Regions from separate parts of the Mus musculus genome. Here all the other regions are linked to region 3. The links are chromatin contacts, called in public HiChIP or PLAC-seq and promoter capture Hi-C maps. All regions are on one chromosome and are shown on one strand. Each heading gives the region's core, a stretch centred on a gene start, on an enhancer-like site or on the middle of the called end of the contact. The rest is flanking DNA. Distances are from core to core; before and after follow the strand shown.

Evidence for each region. Promoter capture Hi-C pulls out the DNA fragments that hold promoters and counts their contacts. HiChIP or PLAC-seq counts read pairs in DNA pulled down with a chosen protein or histone mark. Capture Hi-C pulls out chosen DNA fragments and counts their contacts.
Region 1: a contact with region 3 is called in an H3K4me3 HiChIP or PLAC-seq map of forebrain, with 4 times the contacts expected there. The contact joins the promoter of 4930417H01Rik here to the promoter of Trim69 in region 3. A contact is called at or near these places in 4 of 39 promoter capture datasets (the 3T3-L1 cell line, cranial neural crest, hippocampal neurons and 1 more) and 5 of 115 datasets of contacts at active chromatin or transcription factors (CD8 T cells, bone marrow-derived macrophages, forebrain and 2 more).
Region 2: a contact with region 3 is called in a promoter capture Hi-C map of liver. The contact joins the promoter of Sqor here to the promoter of Trim69 in region 3. A contact is called at or near these places in 9 of 39 promoter capture datasets (cranial neural crest, embryonic stem cells, hematopoietic stem and progenitor cells and 5 more), 2 of 484 Hi-C or Micro-C datasets (cerebral cortex and liver), 3 of 115 datasets of contacts at active chromatin or transcription factors (astrocytes, bone marrow-derived macrophages and embryonic stem cells) and 2 of 9 other capture datasets (adipose tissue and liver).
Region 4: a promoter capture Hi-C map of adipose tissue shows a contact between it and region 3, with 2.5 times the contacts expected there. The contact joins the promoter of Hypk here to the promoter of Trim69 in region 3. A contact is called at or near these places in 4 of 39 promoter capture datasets (liver, neutrophils and pre-B cells), 1 of 115 datasets of contacts at active chromatin or transcription factors (bone marrow-derived macrophages) and 3 of 9 other capture datasets (adipose tissue, liver and macrophages).
Region 5: a contact with region 3 is called in a promoter capture Hi-C map of pre-B cells, with 2.3 times the contacts expected there. The contact joins the promoter of Map1a here to the promoter of Trim69 in region 3. A contact is called at or near these places in 1 of 39 promoter capture datasets (pre-B cells) and 1 of 115 datasets of contacts at active chromatin or transcription factors (memory CD8 T cells).

The regions. Positions count from the first base shown.
Region 1 is chr2:122,701,261-122,703,960 of GRCm38.p6, forward strand. It overlaps 4930417H01Rik (a long non-coding RNA gene), which reads left to right and starts at 1,379. Exons shown (of 5, transcript XR_866691.3): 1 at 1,379-1,724. It overlaps Slc30a4 (solute carrier family 30 (zinc transporter), member 4), which reads right to left and starts at 1,403. Exons shown (of 7, transcript NM_011774.3): 1 at 770-1,403. The coding sequence starts at 1,160.
Region 2 is chr2:122,763,955-122,766,654 of GRCm38.p6, forward strand. It overlaps Sqor (sulfide quinone oxidoreductase), which reads left to right and starts at 1,405. Exons shown (of 10, transcript NM_001162503.1): 1 at 1,405-1,485.
Region 3 is chr2:122,159,453-122,162,152 of GRCm38.p6, forward strand. Trim69 (tripartite motif-containing 69) reads left to right here and starts at 1,256. Exons shown (of 7, transcript NM_080510.3): 1 at 1,256-1,444. The coding sequence starts at 1,439. All of the region lies in intron 2 of Patl2 (protein associated with topoisomerase II homolog 2 (yeast)), which reads right to left.
Region 4 is chr2:121,455,639-121,458,338 of GRCm38.p6, forward strand. Hypk (huntingtin interacting protein K) reads left to right here and starts at 1,450. Exons shown (of 4, transcript NM_026318.3): 1 at 1,450-1,653; 2 at 2,008-2,063; 3 at 2,354-2,405; 4 at 2,511-2,700. The coding sequence starts at 1,468. The coding sequence ends at 2,606. Serinc4 (serine incorporator 4) reads right to left here and starts at 1,126. Exons shown (of 12, transcript NM_001025371.2): 1 at 817-1,126; 2 at 353-517; 3 at 25-203. The coding sequence starts at 915.
Region 5 is chr2:121,288,307-121,291,006 of GRCm38.p6, forward strand. It overlaps Map1a (microtubule-associated protein 1 A), which reads left to right and starts at 1,296. Exons shown (of 7, transcript NM_032393.2): 1 at 1,296-1,566; 2 at 2,414-2,515. The coding sequence starts at 1,329. It also overlaps a transcript of Trp53bp1 not described here.

The sequences.
Region 1 (2,700 bases), core at 129-2,628, 540 kb after region 3:
TAGAGAGGACTCCTGGAAGCAACCCACCTTGGATATCAAAGGACGACTATAAACTAATGCGACAGTAAAAATAAGGTCTAAAGCAAGAACCTTAGAGTGAGAAATTATCTGAAATCAGTTAAAAAAGGAGAAAAAAAAAAACCCTAGCTTCTGCAGCTGCCGGGGAGACCTCTAGCAAACTGTAGATACTCCTTTTAATAATGAACTTTTAATTAGTTGGCTGTATAGAGTTTTGTAAAGCCCTTGGCTATAAGCTCAAAAGGAAGCGGCATAAATAAGCATCAAATAACCAAAATGTAGACAGAGAGGAAAGTCTGGTACTGTGGATGGCTCTCTCTTTTCCCAATAAGATTCCTCATAATCTAATCCCTTCAGAACTTCTGTGTGAGAAAACAGAATGGTGTTCAGTAACATCCCTTAGTACTATAAAATTCTGATTCTAATCCATGTCAGAATTATTTTAGACGTTGAAAGATAAACCTGGCATTTTATCAGAATCTGTAAAAGGAGAAGTTACATGATATACAGTCAAGATAACACCCTAAACCCTACAGTAAAAGGCACTGTTTATGGGAGTTACAAGATATACCTGCAAGCTCTCAGTGGGCGCTCACGGGAACCGCACTTTGGAATCCCGTGTCCCTTTCCTATGGACCCACGAAAGTCTAGATACTCAGCAAACTTCCTGAAAACAAAGTTTCCACCTCAACTCCGGCGTAGCTAACAGCTGGACAAAGTCAAAGGCAAGCGAGTCGGCGACACAACTCACCTACAAGCTCTCCGATCATGAAAAGCAAGTAGAGGACGGCAGCGATGGTCAGCCTGGTCTTCACCTTCCTCTGCTTCAGCAACTCGCGTCGCTTGCTGCAGTTGTCACAGGGGTCCATTTTCAAACTCAGCTGACTGTTGGTTAAAGGTAAGTCCTGGTCCAATAAGGAGTCATCGTCGGCCTGGAGGGCCGGGTGCGCCCCGTTCACAGGCCTTTCCGGGGCTTCCGAGTCATCGTCGGCCACCACGACTCGAAGTTTATTAAAGCGCGAAAGCCCCTCGTCGCTCACCTCGTCCGAGAAGTCGAAGGCGCTGGTGTCATTTAAGAACAGCGGCGTGTCGTCTTTCCTCAGCAGGGATTTGAGGCGCTTCCACGCGCCGGGGCCGGCCATGGCAGCGGAGGGGCGGCCGGCGACTCCGCCTTCACCGGCGCTCGGGCTCCTCAGGGCAGCGCGGCGCGTCCCTGCCCATCGTGAGGAGAACGAGACCCCGCTCCTGTCGCCGCGCCCCGGCCGCGCGCCAGCTCCGGACTCGGCGGTGCTCGGCTACCTGCGGGCCGACGCCGCCGCGCATCCCCGCCCGGAGCTCGCGCTACTGCGACCCGGGCCAGGGACCGAGGCCGAGCCCCAGCCACTGCACCCGCCCGCCCCGTGCCGCTGGGAGGCCGGCCGCGGGGTCTGACAGGCCCGGCCTCCTCCGGCCCCTGAACGAGGCGGCGCGTGCGCCCGCGAGGCGCGAGGGGAGGGGTCGGCGCGGGCACGCAGGCCGCCGCTTGGGGGCGCGCCGAGGGGGCGTGGTCGCGCGTCGCCCCCTGCCCCCGCCCTCCCGGCCCCGCCTCTCGGGCTCTGAGGTCTTGTGCGCTCTGAGCCCCCGGGTGTGCCGCGGGAAGGTCCCCCCGGAGCTGGGTGTCACTGCTCTGAATTCCCTCCACTGGAGATGGGTCTCGGGAATCTCAGGTCCGATCTTGGTTATGGATGGTCCGTGGAAAATGTCCTTTAGTGCTTTCTTACCAAGTGGGAATCCTGGTAGCTTTTCTTCTACCCAATCGGCAAAAAATTGCCGATTATCTTGGTCAAAAGGCTAGGACAAGACTAGGATGGTCAGTAGTTCTATGGCTTGCTTTAAAGTTTCCTGTTTCTCAGCAAATATGTGTCTTCCTTCTGTGTTCACTGCTACGCTCCTTGGGCACAATTGTGTGAGCTTACTTTCCCTATGTTTCATCACATTCTCAAATGTCCTCAAGAAGCAAGATTAAAGGCAACACTGTTGGTAGAATTCATTTTAAAGTGTAAATCCTTGGCTTCCACCTTTCTTTCCTTTTGAGATCCTTAGGATCTAATCCAGGGGCTCATGCAAGTTAGACACGGGGCTACACCTGCATCTTGCCTGTGGTGTCCTGCAAGCTCCTACTTCCCCAGGGTTTACAAAGACAATATTTTAAAAAGTTTTTATATCTTACCAAAATTTCAGGTCACAAAAATACAATGAAAAAAATCACACGAGGCAATTTTAACGATTCTGTTGACACCTTAGAATCCGGTGCGAAAAGAAAGCCCTGGCTACTTCTGTATTCCAGAGTGATCCCTCAGTCCTAAGTTTTCCCCCAGAGCTGCAGTCATGAAAGCAAATTAGACCCTCCATGGTCCCGAGATCAGGAAGGGAAGGCTATTGCCTAGAATTTCATCAATCAGGACACGATGGTAATAGCCAAAGGGAGACAGCTTACGAGCCATTACATTCCTCGGCTCCAAATATCTTAGGAGTAGATTGTTCTGTTGTTTTTAATGTCCCATTTAACTGCCTACAATGTTTCAGGAGTGTCATCGGAGTCTCTTAAATGCAGCCTCAAGGTAGGAGGGATGTGAATGTTTCAAGAATAGTTGAAATAAAAGGATGGGTTGTTTGGGGACATTTCCAGCGCGCTGTGCTGAG
Region 2 (2,700 bases), core at 155-2,654, 600 kb after region 3:
TGACCTCTAACTTCCACCTGTGCCTCATGACACACATGTACACGTGCACACATGCACACTAAATAAGTAAATAAAATATTATAGAAAGAAAAAGGGGAATGCCAATGGAGTAACTTCTCAGTCTTAATGTCTGATGGGCAAGACACTGATGGAAAGAAGGGACTTCAGTGGGGTAATAGAACGATACATAGATGCCCCAGCGTGTGGGAACTATTCAGGACACGGCTTCCAACTCGATTCTCCAGCCATAGACCTCCAAACACCCTGCAAACAGACTGCCCTTGATTCATTCACAGGAACCAGGACTTCTTAATGAGGATGGAGAGGAAGGAGAGATGAAGAATAGTACGAATTGCTTTGGAAATATGTGTGTAGAGTTTTGCTTTTGTCAAAACTTTGGGCTACAATTGTTGGCACTTAGAGGGTGGAAATCAGGGTTATGTTCAGTACTATACAACAATTAACTGTCCTGAGGCCTGAACATTTTTTTCTGGTGCCCCGCCCCTTGCCTCAACTCTCAAGTATGTGAAACATTTTATTGATAAAATAAATTCAGTTTTAGTTTAGAGTATGGCAGACATTAAGGATTATTTTTACATAGTCTTAATACGCTGTTTCCAGCAATAGCTTTATCAGTAAATACAGATCACATTTGGTTTTGTTTCCAAGTTCTTTACCAGACTTACCTGTTGCTGCACAAAGTCACGGAAAATTACTAGGGAGGCAGTGTTGCAGGTGCAGGTGCCAGCAAGTGCCACCAGGCTTACCATCAAACCCGTAGTCCCTGTTTGCGACCAAGCAATTTTTCTATAGATCCTTCAGAGTGAAGACAGTTTGAAAGAAGTGACTCAAAAACTATTAAAATGCATATAATCAAACAAGTGCGAAAGAAACTTAGTTATGCTTAAAAAAAAAGTTGGTGGCATTTGCGTGTTCTTTGAGGTTTTTTTTTTTTTTTTTTTTTTTTAAGTTGAGGCCTTAGCAACTTTTAGGAACTGTATTTGTTTTAACACATGAAGCCGCGGTCTCTGGCTTGTGCCTTCAAACAGTCAGTCCTTAGAAGGGGCAGAACAGTGACTTGTCAGGCACCAAAAGAACAACTCCTAGGAGCCAGCAGGTTCCAGGGGAAGGTGCCGCGCGGTTCTGAGTAGAGGTGGCCTTGTCTGCACCCCAGGCGTAAGAAAAGCGTCTAGGCTGCGTGGGGACAGTCGCAGGACATGGGGAGCAAGGATCACCCATACCACCCATGCCTCCGGTGTCCGTGCCTGCTCCAAGGTGCGCATTCCCCTCCGGGTTTGTTGTTGGGTAGCGCCCTGGCGGCCTTTCCTCCTCCGGAGGTTGGGGGTGTGGGGGTGGTGGCTGTCCCCGCCCCTGGCCTTTGCCTCCCCGCCCCGGCGGCCAGGCGGGGCTATGCGAGGCCAGCGCTCCAGCGCCACAGTAGTTTCTGCTGCGCCAGCGCTGGGGCCCACGGTGTCGCTCAGCCCGGTAAGACGCACCCCACGACGCTGTTACCCTCCTATAGCCGCTCGCTGTCGCCCACCTCGGTTCTGTCTCCGCGCTCCCGGCCGCCCTTCTTCTTTTCCAACCCCTGACAGACTCCCCTTTGGTCTGGGACTCGGTGGACTTCAATGCTTTCTCCTTAGTGGCCCAGCCTCAGCGATGCAGAGAGGATGGCCCTGGCACCCTCTCCACCCACACAGCTTGGACGTGTGGTCTCGGTGCGTGGGAATTTCAGAAACGTTAGTTCCACTTGTTGTCTGTCACTCAGCACCTTGCCCTGCCTGCCGGGTGGGTTGAGACTGGCATTGATCTGGGGAGGTACCCAGGGCGCTGGGGGTGGGAGGTGGTCAGCGGAGAAGCACAGGCCAGGCTGATTGGCAATTAGTACAAGGGAGAAAAGGCTCTTTGGTGAAACTTTTCACCTTACTTTTACTTACTTCTCCGAGAGCCACCCCAGCTTCTAGGGCTCACAGACTGAAGCTGAGTCAGAGAGTTTGCACAGGCTGTAAACCTCTCCTCTGTAAACACAGCTTTCTGATCCTTTTTTTTTTTTTTTAAAACCTGCAGCTACCTCTGACAGTTCTGAGTTTGGGGGAAAACTAAGGACTCTTTCTTAGAAGATTTCCCTTTTTGCTTTAAACTTTATTATTTTATTTCATGTGTATAGTTAGTTCGTTTGCATGTATGCCTAATGCCCTGGAACTGGGGTTATAAGCTTTCATCTGGGTGCTGGGAACTGAACTCAATTCCTCTGGAAGTAAGCCCTCCGTAAGAGCTCTTAACCACTGAGCCATCTATCTCTCAAGAGACTTTTAAAAACATAAAATTTAAGGCAGGCTATGATGAAAGAAAACAGCCACTAAAGTATTTAAAAGAATGCCATATAAATTTAAAAAGCAAATAACTATTATAATTTTGAATAGCTCAGAATATAGAATTCAAGATATAGGCACTACCTGTAAACACATTTCTAAAACATCATAAATACTGCTAATATTGCTGTGGCCAGCTGCCTACACAGTCCTTGAAGAGAATGTTAAATTTCAAGTAGACATCAGTGGAAGGTGAAGATTTTTTTTTTCTTTCATTCAGATGAATGGACCTCAATTTAGATAGATACCCTGTTAGCAGAAAGGGTGTTGATTACTTGTTAGGCAACTTAGCTTCTTGGGTTTAACACTTTCTTGAACTACCACTATG
Region 3 (2,700 bases), core at 6-2,505:
CTTGAAAACCAAAATCCAAAACAAATACAAAATAACAACAAAACCCACCCAAACCAATCAACCAAACAACAAACACAAACAACGACAATAACCCTGAAATCTAAGAAAACAAGCAGACAGAAGGAGGGTGTGCAGATCATTCACAGGGCCCCTCGAACTCTCTCACTAAGCCAGTGTTTACTACAGAGTGATAGCATGGAAGGCCTGGGGGCTAAGAAGACAGTTCTTTCTCACAAGAAGCTTGCGGTTTCTTGGGAAAGAGATCTGAAGACAAATCGGTTTAATGAAAGGAAGAATGTAGTATACCCAGAGCAGTGATAGAAACATCTGCCAGGTGCTGCTGCTGCACACAGCCTGCTCTGACTTCTCAGCAACTCTCTTGGCAGGAGGGGCAGCCTGTGCAAAGCCAGAGAAGCAAGGCATTTGTGGGCAGTCTCTAACTCTGGCATGCTGTTGTCCATGCTAAGGCTGGATAGCAGGCAGACACTAACCACTCAAGGCAATATACTGAGTTAGAATTACTGTAAGCAAAACATCAAACCCGCGGGCTCCCAGACTTGAGCATGGTCTAGGGACGAGCGTCTAAGCTAAAAGTGCTTACTTAGACTTTTAGAGAAAGCTGTGTGAACAGCATCTTTCCCTGCTGCCTTAGGGTCCAGCTCCAGACCCTGCTACTTGATCAGGTCTGCTTCAGGAGATGCCAAGAAGACAGGGAGAGCCAAACAGCTACCCCTGAAAGGCTCTGTGTCTGGAGGTGACGGGTCCAGCTAGGATAAAGAGAAGCCGCTCCAGTCAGGGGTACAGCTGATGCTGCTGTTTGTTCTCTCTTCCCTCGAGCAGCCTCATTCCCAAGTGAGATCTGAAAACCTTAAAATTACATTACCAGGGCTGGAGAGATGGCTCAGCCATTAAGAGTATTTATGGTGCTTACAGAGGACCAGAGTTTGGCTCCCAGTACTCACATCAGGTAGTTCACAACTACTTGTAACTCCAGCTCCAGGGAATTTGATCCACCTCTCTGGCCTCTGTGGGCACCTCCATACATGACACACACTCGAGCACAAACATACTCACACATAACTCAAGATTAAACATTTAAAAATTAGATTACCACCTGAAGTTTAAAAGAATCCCATCCCAAATAAAATAATAAAAGGGGTTGGCAGGTCATTCCAATCCAATCAGAGTTTGTCTATCTCAGACGCGAATATCATCAAAGCAACTGACAAACTGTCACGGAACCTGCTGGATCTCTAGCTTTGGCCTTGTCTGTCTTCTTCAGCTCCTGAACTCTCTTCTCCCTCCTCCTCTCATGGGCTCTGAGTCCATTCCTAGCATACTAACAGGCCCAGAACTCTTGGTCTGCAGCCATCCTGGGCTCACTGAGCAAAGCCAAGTTGCCTGACTCTGCCCCCTGGTGGCCTAATGACCAAGTTTCATGGAGGTAAGTTATTCTCTAACCACTCAGCGGGTTTTCTACACACAGGGTAGGAAACAGGGTATTGATTGTGGATCAAGAAGGGAAATCAAAGAAATATTTAACATGTAGCCTTTACCTTCTAAACTCTAGGCCTTTGGATAAACAGAAATTAGAGATGTGGGTAAGAAAGTAAGGAGGTCCACCATAACTTTTTGATAATTAAGACAAACATTATACAAAAGTTAACCTCTTTATCAATATAACTACTATCTTTAGATGAAGAATTATTAGTTATAACATTTTTTCATACTATAGGTCTTGGTATGTTATATTTACAACAGAGGTGCAGTTAAACATTTTTAGAAATCACATTTGTGTATTTTGTGTAGATATGTGGGCGTGCATACCAGAGCACATGTGTGGAAGTCAGAGGAAAATCTGCAGGATTAGGTTCACTCTTTCCACCATGTGGATCTCAGGGACTGAGTTTGGGTCGTCGGGCTTGGGAGCAAGCATCTTTTCCTGCTGAGCCATCTCACCAGCCCAGTTAAACGTCTTAAATTAACACCTTAAAACTAAAGTAAAGGAAGTTAGTATTCTAAACTTTAGTGTTGACAGACAAAAGAAAACATCGATTTACTTTAAGGAAGCCGGGTTTCCACGGAAACCCATCAAGGAATCTCAGTACATGGATCCGGATGCCGAGTGGGTCAGAACCCAGAGGTACAGATTTAGGATTTACTTCTGTGAGGCTGAACACGAAGTCAGGAAATTACTCACTTGTTAAAAGAGAGCAGAGCTAGAAGAAAGCCAGAGAAGATACTAAGAATAGAAAGGGGGATGGAAATTACTCATGGGGAAAGAACCAGGGTAGTAGTGCACTCGGGGCCAAAGGAGAGGGTTTCAGGTTTCAAGAGGGTGGAGACCAAGAGTATTCTTAAAGAGCAGAGATTCAGACAAGCTACTTCCAACACATTCCTTAAGCCCCTACCACAGCCAAGTAATGTGCTGGCCATAAGAGCTCAGGAAGAGACAGAGGACAGTGGCATAGTTAATGTAATGCAACAGCTTTCCTCGTTGGTTTTTTCTGTAATTGTTTGTTTTGTTTTAAGTCAGGGTTTTGCTGTGTAGCCCTGGCTGTCCCGGAATTCCATCTGTAGACCAGGCTGGCCTTGAACTCACAGAGATCTGCCTGCCTCTGCCTCCTGAGTGCTTGGATTAAAGGTGTGCGCCACCACCACTAGGCTATAAATGTTTTTTAGAGTGTGGGTGTGTGTGAG
Region 4 (2,700 bases), core at 200-2,699, 700 kb before region 3:
CCATCCAAAAAATTAAACACAAACCTGTTATGCAGCTGTGCCCGAGGGTTGGTGGGGGAGTGGAGGCGAACTAGCAGCACAGCCTGCAGCAGGTGGAAGGTGGCAGTTCCTGCACACACTCGATACACAGCGCCAGAGCCACTGAGAACTGGGCAGTCCGAGCTGCCAAACAGGTGGGCACATAGCACTGAGGGCATCTGGATCTGCAGGGAGTTGGTTGTGAGAAAAGTCAGGGCCAGCCACAATCTATGGACAGTCTCAACTTTTTACTGGTAGGTTGACTCCTTTGCTCCCTGTCCCAAATCTTAAAGGTTTTTTTTTTTCCCTCACATTGCAACCCTTGCCGACTTACCCCATGTGCTTTGCCCCAGACCCTTTCTACCACTGTCTTCGAAAGCAGGAGGCAGCAGATTGCTGAGGCTCCCACGTGGAGGAGGATGTAGAGCAGGCGGCTACACCTAGACTCTGTCAGAGAGTGGCAGCCACTGGTCCAAGAAACAGGTCCACAGCAGGATGCCTGGGGATAGAAGCAATGCAGAGTTTTTCAAAGGGTGTGGGGTTAACCAATGGTCAAATTCCCAAACCCTCCATCCTTCTGTCTGGTTATGAGCCTCTTAGGATTACCTTCCACAAAGCACTAGTAAGGTTTTCATTGCAAGAACTTTAAACTTTGGTGTATTCTTGAACCACTTAACTTTTTCCTAATGATCTATGGCTGGGAATGTGGAATGAGATGTTTACCTATTACCCAGGCAAAGAACCAGGTTTCTCATCCCAACTCCTAGCTTTTTAGCTATCTCTTCCCAAATGTCTCACCTGATTGAAGGGGGTTTCCACTACATTACTGACTCCACCGTGCTGCTGTGCAAGACCCTGGGTGGTGCTCCGGCCGGTGACAACTTTTGCACCCATCATTTTTGTTAGATGTAGATCCAGTATTGGAAAAACTGACGAGAAACAGCAGCTTCTCGGGATTTTCGCCCATTGGACAGTCGCTTTGCTGGCCTAATCATTCGTCTTAAGGCAGCATAGACATGTCATAAAATGAATACAGGTTACCAGGAAGTGGTAGATAGATGCAAATAGTCTTGTGAAGATGCCTTCGCCGGGCTTCCTATTCGGGATCATTCGGACTGTTATTCTGAGATTAGGAGCAGTTGGCCTATCAGGTCTAGGGATTAGGTTTTTTAATTGGTTTAGGATTAGCCACCTTGATTGGACAGAATTCCATGTGTGTGTCTCTATGTGTGAAAGGATTGCTCTTAGGAACAATGTGCCTTGGTGGTGTGGGTAGTGAACAGATAGTCGAAGGAGACTGCAGAAAACAAGCTGGAGAGGAAGTCAAAAGCGAACCTCTTTGCTAGCTGAAGCTTCTCAAGACAGGCACAAAGGTGTGGTCCACGCCTACCCCGCCCCTTATCTGGGCGGAAGCTGTGAGGGTTGCCGGAAGTTGTGAAGCGGCAGCCTATGCGGCGGCGCGGTGAGATCGAAATGGCGACCGAGGGAGACGTGGAGTTGGAGTTAGAGACCGAGACCAGCGGCCCGGAGCGGCCTCCCGAGAAGCCAAGGAAACATGACAGTGGTGCTGCTGACCTAGAGCGGGTTACTGACTATGCGGAGGAGAAGGAGATCCAGAGTTCGAATCTTGAAACGGTGAAGTTGGCTGGGAGCTTGTATGAGGGGTTGAGAGAGGGGCGGGAGAGAGGTGAGACTGACCGGTTTGCTGCTCACTGGGGCTCCGGGAAGGCTGATAGCAATGGTGGGATTTGGCAGTAGGGTGGGGCTAAGCGACAGCACCCACCCAGTCTGCTGTTTGCTTAAGAATTCGATAGAGATTGGGCCTAAATAGATCTCATGTGCACGAAATTAGGCGTAGTCCTTTGGTCCTGAGAACACTCGTAGTTGTGAATACCTGAAAACCACGTGGTTTTTATTTTTGGTATTGCGTTTTAGATCAGAAAATTTGCGTGGCACGGTGGTAGATAACTTGACTCGTGTTTTCTACAGGCTATGTCCGTCATTGGAGACAGACGGTCCAGGGAACAAAAGGCCAAACAAGAGCGGTAAGTTTAAAGCACACCACCAGCACTACCGGTAGGTCCTCGTTCTCCAGGGGAAAAAAAAGTTTACGTCTTTAACCAATTTCTACAGATCTAGGGATTACAACTTTGTTAGTGGAAGGAAAGATTCCAGGATACCTTACTGTAAAACCTCCAGGGGAAAGAGTTGGCGCGTTTATTTGCTATTTTCAGTAAACCTTGTTCCACCCATTTTCAGTGAGTAGCTGGGAGTGTTCCTTCTGGGAGTTTATAGCAGAGGCAGAGAATGAAAAGAAATGTATAAATATTTACAGGGAGAAGGAACTGGCGAAGGTCACTATCAAGAAGGAAGATCTGGAGTTGATAGTGAGTATTAATTTTTTAATGGATTCACAAGAGAAGTGCTACCTAATTTGGGCTCCTGAAACAAGTGGAGAAGAGGCTTTGGTGACGTGATTTTCCCTTTTGCAGATGACGGAAATGGAGATCTCTCGAGCAGCAGCAGAAAGGAGCTTGAGGGAACACATGGGCAATGTGGTGGAGGCTCTTATTGCCCTAACCAACTGATAATGTGCTTTTTTAGACATTCTGGACTGACTGACTGACTGAAATAAAGTGTTCTGTTTTGCTGTTTTTTTTTTTTCTTCAGTTTCATCTCAGA
Region 5 (2,700 bases), core at 46-2,545, 870 kb before region 3:
TGTGAGGTACTTAACAGTCAGAACGTGGTTCACTGGCAGGCTTGAGGTATCAGCTATTACCTCTTTTCTATCCTTTTAAGGAGTAGGATTTCATGTGTGCACATGTGAGTGCAAGAGGACAACCTGGAGTGGTGTCCCTCAGACACCCTTTTCTTCTTTGTACTATAGATACCAGGGTCTCTCAATGGTATAGCTGGCCTGCGAGCTTCCAGAGATTCATCTGTCTCTCCCTCCTAGTTACCATCTCTGCGATTCCAAGTGCTCACCGCTGTGCCTGGCTTTTTTTTACAGTTCTGAGAACCTGAACACTTGCTTGCCAGGGAAGTACTTTACCAACTGAATCATCTCCGTAGCCTTTCTTCTCTTCTACCATCTCCAAAGTGCAAGGTAAATGGAAGAAAAAGCAAGTATAACTGGAGCCTAAACACAGGCCTTCTCTCTGATGCACACAACAGAATGACTCAGGGTAAGATCAGCTGTAGTGGTGGAGAGTCTTTGAAGAATGGGGAGTTGGGGGTTCAGCAAGAGAAGGGGAGAGGAAGGAAAGGAAGGGATGGAGAGAAGGAGAGGGAAAGACAGAGAATATTAATTCAGTTCTGTACAGTAATTACATGGTCTCCTAAATTTATCCACTGTGTCACATCCCTAGTAGCTGGGAAGTCTTTCCTGGGTTTTACTCAAATACTCTTTGCTGCAGTCTGAGCTCATTGCACTCAGCAAATATGGAGACTAGCCAACCACTATCCTTGGAATAACTACTCTCCAGGGACTCAGGGTAGGAAGGTCATCCTGTCCCCTCCAATACTGCGCAGCCTGATTGACCACGCCCGGAGCTCGGGGCAAGGACGGGGAAACCCAGGTTGGTAACCTAGACCCTGGCATGCAGCGAGGCGGGGGGAAAAATAGAGACAACGATAATTGCCAGATGGAGACCACGATAGAAACCCCGAGACAGCGAAGGGCAAGATGGCTCCCCAAGGTTCGAGAGAAGCTGCGGAACTGCCTCCCACACTGTGCTCAACGCAGACACAGCCTAACTAGATGGATGTTGTTCTCGCGCCTTGGACTCCGCCCTCGGCTGGGTCTCGCAGAACCCTTACCCTGGCTCAAGTCGGAGAGGGGCACTTGGTCAGGAAAACTGCAGGTGGATGACTGCAGCCACCACCCATAGCGGCACAACCACCGCATCCCCGCCCCGCCCCTGCGGCGCTTCAGCCCCGCCCCTAGAAGGCAGTGACCAATGAACGGCTCCTGCCGCCGGCCTTTAAGAACCGCGCGCACTCTCCCCGCAGCGGACGCAGCTAGCCTAACACTCCGCGGGAGTTTCCATGGCGACCGAAGCCGGGACCGCGCGGCCTGGCAGCGTTGCCATGGAGACAACTCCGGAGCTGGGGCTCCAGAGCCTCGGTGCACCGCCAGCTCAGAACCCGGCGGAGCCTCTTTGCGAGGCCGGTGCCGCGGTAGCGGCAGCGCGCTGGGACCTGCGGAAATACTCCTTGCTCATCGTGATCGGCGATATCGGTACAGAGAGTCAGCTGAGGGCCGTGCGGGCCCACCTTGAACAAGGTGAGCCGCTCTCCTGGCTTTTACGCAGTACTCCATCCATGCCTCTCCGCCATCTGCATTCATCTCCCAGTGCACATTTCTGTCTCCTCTATCTCTATGTGCACTTCCCGAAACCTGCGACCCTGTCACCTGCATCTTCCATGAATGTGCCTCTGTCCTCTCGAGCTGCCAACACCTTGCTTGCCCATCCTTTCTGCATACCCCATTCTGTTCCGCAGTGTCCCGGAGCAGGAGCAGGAGAAGCTCCGTGGAGACCCTGGGGTCCCTCTGGTCACACCCCTTTCCCGAAGCCACTGGACCATATATCCGAAAGTCCTCATCAGACCCTGAAAAGTCCATGTCCCTACCTTACAATTTCTTCTTTAGGGGAGGTTTTTGAACGCGAGGTACACATCTCAAATCTCTGAATGCTGGCAGCCAAGTTTAGAGAGTGACCTTCGTGGCTCTGCAGCTCACCTCCCTCAGCCGTGCCTGTGGCGCAGTGCTGCGGAGCCACCTGCGGGTGGAAGCAGGGGATGGAGGCAAGGGAGGGGGCATAGGAGAATCTAGAATCTGATTTAGCAAGAGGGATCATTATGGAAACCTACAGTATATGGAAATAGACCCTTGCGTGTCACTTCTACCGTAACTGTTTTGCCTTGAAAAACAAAAACTCCAAGCTCATTTATTAGTAAGCCCATTCTAAACTCTGCTCTTTGCCCTCTGGAAAGGGGAAAAAGCAGGTACTAGCTATCCTTCTTGGAGGCATCACCTCCCATTTCTTTCCTCTCCCAGGAGCTTGGCAATGCTTTCTGTGGGTGACTTTGACTAGAACCCTCTTATTTTTTTTCCCCCTTTTCTTTTACAGGGATTCTCTCCTGGAATATTGACTTATCATCCTTTGACTTGAACCAACAGTTGAGACTCTTCATTACCCGGCACCTAGCTCACTTCTCCTCAGAGGTCAAAGGTTAGGACTAGGGTTATTTGTCTCAGTCCTTTGGGTCCAGTATCCAGGCCAGAACTGGCCTTATGGGAGGATTGGGTAGGTAAAAAGGGAGGGACTTTTGATGGCTCCACAGCTATTTACACATGCTGTGGATAATGCCCAGTACACACTGCAACCACTCAATATGATGGTAGAGCATAATTTTG